Linked DNA regions of Sus scrofa: region 1 is linked to region 2. A link is a contact called in public HiChIP or PLAC-seq data. All regions are on one chromosome and are shown on one strand. The core of a region is the stretch at or near the end of the contact, and the rest is flanking DNA. Distances in the headings are between cores, read along the strand shown.

Region 1 (3,585 bases), core at 723-3,222, 62 kb after region 2:
TTCAATTCAACCCCTGGCCTGAGAACTTCCATAGGCTACAGGAGCAGCCATAAAAAAGAAAAAAACAGAAAGAAAAAAAGGGGCTTTGGGAATTCCCTGGTGGCTCAGTGGGTTAAGGAACTGGCAGTCACTGCTGTGGCTCAGGTCACTGCTGTGGTGCAGATTTGATCCCTGGCCTGAGAATTTCTGCGTACTTTTGGTACGGCCAAATAAAATAAAATAAAATTGGCTTTGAAGCATGTGACCTCCCTGGGTTCTGCATACCTTTCACAATTGGCTTCAGACTAGTATAGAAGATCTGAGGTTGCTTTATGGGCTGCAGGTCAGGCTTAAAGTTTCTTTGGCAGTCCAGCACCATCTAACCTTTAGAAGGCTTCAGATGTGTTTAGCCACACTTTGATGTTTAAGTAAACTTACCCAAAGAAGGTCTTTTTTTATTTTTCTTCTTTATTTATGCTTTTGAAAACTCTTGACTTTTTTATTGACATTGATATTCAGATAGCCTCCATTATTTCGCTTAATGGCATCTCCCTAAGGACATACGAAATAATAGCCTTGGATTTTTCTGTTTGTTTGTTTGTCTTTTCTAGGGCCATACCCGAGGCATATGGAGGTTCCCAGGCTAGGGGTCTAATTGCAATTCCTCAATTCTCATGGACACTGAATGTCCTATAATTCAACTCAATCCTGATACTGTCTATGTGAAGGTGACATCAGATCTCACAGGTTAAGGGCTCAGTCCTAACAAGACTGTCCCCTTCCCACTTCAGATACCAATAGCTGCAAGTCCAGGTTGTCACCTGTGCTTCTGACTGGCTGTAGATCAGAGGTTCCCATGGCCGCTTTCTTGGGTTTGATTAAGTTCATGCATGGAGACATTTTTATTTACTCTATTACTGGTTTATTATAAAGAGATATAACTCTGGAACAGCCAATCAGAACAGGTGCATAGGGCAAGGTATGGGGAAAGCATGAGGAGCTTCCATGTCCTCTCCAGGCATACCACTCTCCGGATCTCTAAAGGCATGATTAAATAAATCATTGGCAATTAGTGATTGAACTCAATCTCCAGATCCTCTTCCCTTTCTGGAGGTCAGGGGGGAGATGGGACAAGAAGTGGTTTCCCTGGCAACCAGCCCCTCCATCCTTATGGGCTTTCCAAAGGTCATTTCATTAACATAAACTTAGGTGAGGTTGAAAGGGGTTTGTTATGAATATCAAGACACCTTTATTGTTTTTATTACTTGAGAAATCCCAAGAGATTTACGAACTTTATACCAGAAACCAAGGGTAAAGACCAAATATATATTTTCTATGATAAATCACAATATCACAGATATGAAGGCAACAGCTATATTTTGATCTTTGCTGCTGGACAGATTTACACTGTGCAGCCAAGAACCCTTCTTGTAAGTGCTTGAGAAAGCCTTGGGGGTCCCAGTTTAATCACTTACTTAGGATGCCTTTTCCTAGCCACCTCCTTTAAATATCCCAGTATCTGGGATGGTTATCTTCAGGCTCCTTATTCTGGGATCACCCCCTTATGCCAGGTAACCCTTTGGGGAAGGATCTAAACAATCTTCTTTTCCTCTCTTGTATGGCCACATCTGGTACAAAAAGACAGTTCCTTTGACCCACCTCCTCAGGGGCTAAACTTTACTCCCCAAAACATCTCCGTTTAGATCTCAGACGGTCAGTTCAAGGCAGTCTTGTAAAAATCAATTTTCTTTGGTGAATCAGGTACCAGTCTGCTGTGTCCTGCAAGTTCCAGGGGCACACATCAAGCTTTCTGAACGGTGCCAAAAGACTCTCATTTGACTCTAGATAAAGGACAGCATCCCCTGCTTCGAGGGAGATAGGACCGTAGCACACATTTCAACCCTCTCTGCCTCACCAACCTCTTCCATTGCCCAGAGAAGGGGAGGGTCATCTAAGGTTCCTAAAACTGGTTTTAGAGACATTCTTTCCACATCCTGCATAGATGGTCTAACAGGACTTCCTCTTGGTACAGAGGTTGGGATGGTGCCACCTATTCTCTTAGGACCTCAGCTGAAATCAGTACACAAAGAGTCCAATCTTGCCATATGCATTAACATCCTGCCATATTTAAGGGTGACAAACAACCAGTAGAAGCCTCCAAACCTCAGGGATATTTTTCAACTGGAACATAAGGCTAAATAAAGCACTTCCTCTGTGGGAGGGAATGTGGGGTTTGGAGTGGGTGTCACTTAAGTCCAACTCTTTTTCATGAATGAATAAATAAATAAATAAAAAGCATTCACCAGGAACATCCTCCCAGCTCGGAAATTCCACAGTCAACTCAGCTCCCAACACCACTTCCTGCTGCAGACGGAAGATGGGTTCCGTTCCAGATATTCTGGGCCCAGCCTTGGCCGCCTTCCCTAGACGGTGTATTTATTCGGCAGTTGCCACCATCCTCCTCCTTTCCCGTATCCCATCTCAGTTCGCTCCTCATTAGCTGGATGCTGAGGAACAACGGAGAATGGGAGACCCCATTTCAGAGAGCTTTCCCTTCCTCCATCCACCACTCCCAAAATCTTCCTGTTGCTACAGAGCATACCCCTTATAAATACCTCCCTGCCTTGGGTTCTGCTCATCACCAAGCCCCTGGAATCTTGCTTCTGCCCTTATCACTTTATTGGTACTGTCCTTCAATGTTATCCTCAGTGGACCTTTGTACATCCTCATCTGACTTTTATGTTCTTGGAACCATTTGACTCACTAACCATTTCCTCCTTCCTTGGTAGTGTTCTTGGTTTCCTTGGCATCAGGTTCTGACTTTCCTCTCATTTCTCTGGCCACACCTCCTCAGTCTCCTGCTTCTGATTAAATCCCAAATGTGGCAGTTCCTCCATATTTGAGGCTCAGTTCACTTCTCCACTCAAGCCACACTCATGTCCTAGGTGTGATGTCATCTCCATGCCTGCAGTGAAGTCCCACAGTCTGTATCTTCGGTCTAGATGAGTCCCCTGAACTTTCATGTATACTCCCAACTATCACATGTTTCCACTTGGATGAGCCTCAGGCACTTCAAATAAAACATGTGAGAAAGGATTCTCATTTCTCTCATCCACCCATAAAATGCTATTTCTTTTTCCTTTCTTTTTTTTTTTTAATTTATAGAGTTCCCATTGTGGCTCAGCAGGTTAAGAATCTGACTAGTATCCATGAGGATGCATGTTCAATCCCTGGCCTTGTTGAGTGGGTTAAGGATCCAGCATTGCCACAAGCTGCAGCATAGACTTCCGCACCACATTGCTGTGGCTGTGGCATAGGCCAGCAACCGCAGCTCTGATTCAACCCTTAGCCTGGGAACTTCCATAAGCCACAGGTGCAGCCTTAATAAGAAAAAAAGAAAAAAAAATTGGGAATTCCCATCGTGGCACAGTGGTTAACAAACCTGACTAGGAACCATGAGGTTGTGGGTTCAATCCCTGCCCTTGCTCAGTGGGTTAAGGATCTGGCGTTGCCATGAGCTGTGGTGTAGGTCGCAAATGCGGCTCGGATCCCGGGTTGCTGTGGCTCTGGCATAGGGAAGACCCAGACCCCTAGCCTGGGAACCTC
Region 2 (3,458 bases), core at 269-2,768:
GACAAGGAGAGTCTGAGAAAACATCCCAACCAAGAGGAACATGATGGCTAAATGTAACATGGTATCGTGGATGGAATTCTGAAACAGAAAAAGACATTAGGTGAAAACTAAGGAAAGATGAATAAACTATGGATTTTGATTAGTAATTACATACCAATATTGGTTAATTGGTTATAACAAGTGTACCATATTAATGTAAGATGCTAATAACAGGGAAAGGGGGCAGGGACTATATACTTGCTTTTTCTGTAAGTCTAAACTGTTCTTATAAAAGTCTATTGATACAAGAGTTCCCATTGTGGCTCAGTGGAAACGAATCTGACTAGGATCCAGGAGGACGCAGGTTTGATCCCTGGCCTCACTCAGTGGGTTAAGGATACGACATTGCCGTGAGTTGTGGTGTAGGTCAGCAGCTGCAGCTCCAATTTGACCCCTAGCCTAGGAACCTCCATATGCTGTGGGTGCCGCCCAAAAAAGACAAGAAAGGAAGGAAGGAAGGAAGGAAGGAAGGAAGGAAGGAAGGAAAGAAAGAAAGAAAAGAAGTCTATTGATACAACAACAAAAAAAAAGCTGATAGAGTTATAGCTGGACACTTCAGCTTTTCTCTCAACAATTAATAGAACTAGACAGAAAATCAGCAACGATATAGAGGAAATCAACACCACCATCCAGCAACAGTATCTAATCAACACCTGTAGAACACTCCACCCAACAACAGCCAAATACACATCCTTTGCAAGCACCATAGATCATATACCAAGATAGACCATATCCTGGGCCATAAAATAAACATCAAAAAATTTAAAAAAAAAAAGAAATCATACAGTCAAGATTTACTTGGGGGATAAAATAAGTTTGTATTTCTTATTTATTTAGTAAAATTATTAAAGCATAATTAAAACTTTCTAGCACAGAAGCTGGCATATAAAGATGAACAAAAGAAGGAATGAGGAGTTCCCGTCGTGGCGCAGTGGTTAACGAATCTGACTAGGAACCATGAGGTTGCGGGTTCGATCCCTGCCCTTGCTCAGTGGGTTAACGATCCGGTGTTGCCGTGAGCTGTGGTGTAGGTTGGAGACGTGGCTTGGATCCCGCGTTGCTGTGGCTCTGGCGTAGGCCGGCGGCTACAGCTCTGATTGGACTCCTAGCCTGGGAACCTCCATATGCCGTGGGAGCGGCCGAAGAAATAGCAAAAAGACCAAAAAAAAAAAAAAAAAAAAAAAAAAAGAAGGAATGAGTAAATGAATGAATGGAAGAGAAAATGTCTCCTCTTGAAGGCCAATAAGGCCTCTTTTTACAAAAGATTAAGAATGAAAAATAAATAATACTCTAGAATAAGTTGTAATATTACTTTATTAAAATGTTAAACATTAATTAAAGGTACTTTTTATGATATATTGAAATTTTTTAATTCAGAAAATTCAGAGAATCCAGAACACAGATGGTCTCTGCACAAGAAGGAAGCATGCCCACATGGCCAGCAGATGGCACCAGAGGATGTGGTTTAGCCCATGAGGTTGTCTTTCCACAGACCTAGAATCCTCCCCTCTCCCAGCCACGGAAAGGGAACACAAACCTAGTCCTTCCAGTGTCTGCCTCTGCAGCTGGAGGAACCCCACCAACCACTGCCAGGGTGAGGATAGTGAGGATGCAGAGAGAGCAAGTGTAGACAATACTAGTGTGAGAGGCAAGGAAAGATGGGAATTAGATGAGGGCTGGTGATGGCTAAGACATAAGGACACTGAAAGGCAGGTGGGAAGGATGGAGTAGAGAGAATGGGGGTAGGAAAGGACGAGCAGGGTCCTGGAGTTTGGGGCATGGGATGCACAAGTGGTGTTGAGTCTGGGGAAGGTCTAAAATGATGGGCATGCAGGCTGGTAGTTTGTAGATTTGCCAAGGAAGTTGCCTCCAGGTGGCTTCTATTTTGTCTGTGAAGCAGGAGACCATGTGGCCTGTTGACAGTTGGTGGAGAAGCAGAAGTGTCAGAGTTGAAGGAGAGCTGAGCAGGGAAGCCCAGCTGGATTGCTGGCCAGCATGGGGTGGGGCGGGGTCTGGGGGGTAACCACGCAGCTCAGCTTCTTCACTGACTTGCTCATTCATTCCGCAAAGATTCATTGATAACCTATGACACTAGGCACTATTTTGGACACCATAACCTACATTCTGTGTGCGTGTGTCTCTTATGAGGATTCAGGTTCAATTCCTGGCCTCACTCAGTGGGTCCCGTGTTGCCACAACTGTAGCATAGGTCACAGATGAGTCTCAGATCCCATGTTGCTATGGCTGTGACACAGGCCAGCGGTTGCAGCTTGTTTGACCCCTAGCCTGGGAACTTCCATATGCTGCAAGTGCAGCCATAAAAAGGAAAAAAAACTAACCCAAACTAAGCAAGGGGGAAAGTAATGGCTCATGTAGCTGGATAGGGCCCTGAAATAGCATACAAGTGGGAAGCAGGAGCTATGAGGCATCAGGTCTTGATCATGGCCTTTAACTGGGCGTGGACAGATGCTGTGTGAGTCCATGTGCTCCCTACATGAGAAGGGGAGCTGACAAGTCCAAGACAAAAGGAGTAAGTAACAGGTTCTGCAGTGAAATGAGGAGGAACACCCAATCCAACAGGTCAAAAATGCTTTCAAGAATGGAGCTCCCTGAGATAAGATATGCCTGACATTTGGGTTTTTTTTATTTGTTTCAGCTGCACCCCTGGCAAATGGAAGTCCCCAGGCCAGGAAGAAAATCTGAGCCACTACAGAGACAACACTGGATCCCCTAACAGAGAGCCAGGGATTGAACACTCCTGCAAAATTGGTGTTCAACAACCACCGCTACAGTCACGGGAGGCAAGAGCTAGCTTTCATATCCATCATCTCCAGGTGAACGAAGCAGGGCTGTGACCAACCCTCCGTTTCTTTTATGCAATACCTAACGTGAGCTTAGATGTCCTGGATGCCACCTTAGCAGGGCCACAACTCCTCCTGTTTGTTGAGATTTGATTATCCTACACAAATTAAGAGTAGCCTAGACAAACACCCCAGCCGGTCATTATGAGAACACATGGCTTCATGCAACTCTACCATTATGTTGGGCAGACCAGTAATTAGACAGGCAGTTCTCTAGAAGTGAACCAGCAGCCCACCTCACTCTGCACTTTGGGATCACCCTTGGGTTCAACTGGACAGGCCCGGGCAAATCAGGGTGATGTAACCCAGGAGTGCTTCACTCCTCCCTTTGCTGTGGTGAGGCAGGCATCCCAAAGTGACCTTCATGAAGTGGGAGCTAATACTGCTCACCTGTTCTAGAGCAGCAAACATGGAAAGCGACAGTACCTGCCAAGTACCAGGGCTCCTTGAAGGAACATACCTGAAGCTTCCATAAAACCACAACCATGCCCGTGGATTCACTGATGCCCACAGCACAAGAAACCATGCAACCAATTCTACCTAGACTCCAGTGCCAGG

Evidence for each region. HiChIP or PLAC-seq counts read pairs in DNA pulled down with a chosen protein or histone mark.
Region 1: an H3K27ac HiChIP or PLAC-seq map of alveolar macrophages shows a contact between it and region 2. The contact joins two enhancer-like sites. A contact is called at or near these places in 2 of 5 promoter capture datasets (fetal skeletal muscle and liver), 21 of 47 Hi-C or Micro-C datasets (adipocytes, alveolar macrophages, brain and 15 more) and 1 of 2 datasets of contacts at active chromatin or transcription factors (alveolar macrophages).

What each region holds. Positions count from the first base shown.
Region 1 is chr17:31,609,284-31,612,868 of Sscrofa11.1, forward strand. No RefSeq gene overlaps it. Among named protein-coding and RNA genes, the nearest start is that of SMOX, 43 kb to the left of the region's middle. Within about 2 kb of position 1,973, at least 3 of the 83 cell types and tissues checked have an H3K27ac peak or open chromatin away from gene starts, as enhancers often do. A contact at or near this core is called in alveolar macrophages, where this site is marked.
Region 2 is chr17:31,547,298-31,550,755 of Sscrofa11.1, forward strand. No RefSeq gene overlaps it. Among named protein-coding and RNA genes, the nearest start is that of SMOX, 19 kb to the right of the region's middle. Within about 2 kb of position 1,519, at least 2 of the 83 cell types and tissues checked have an H3K27ac peak or open chromatin away from gene starts, as enhancers often do. A contact at or near this core is called in alveolar macrophages, where this site is marked.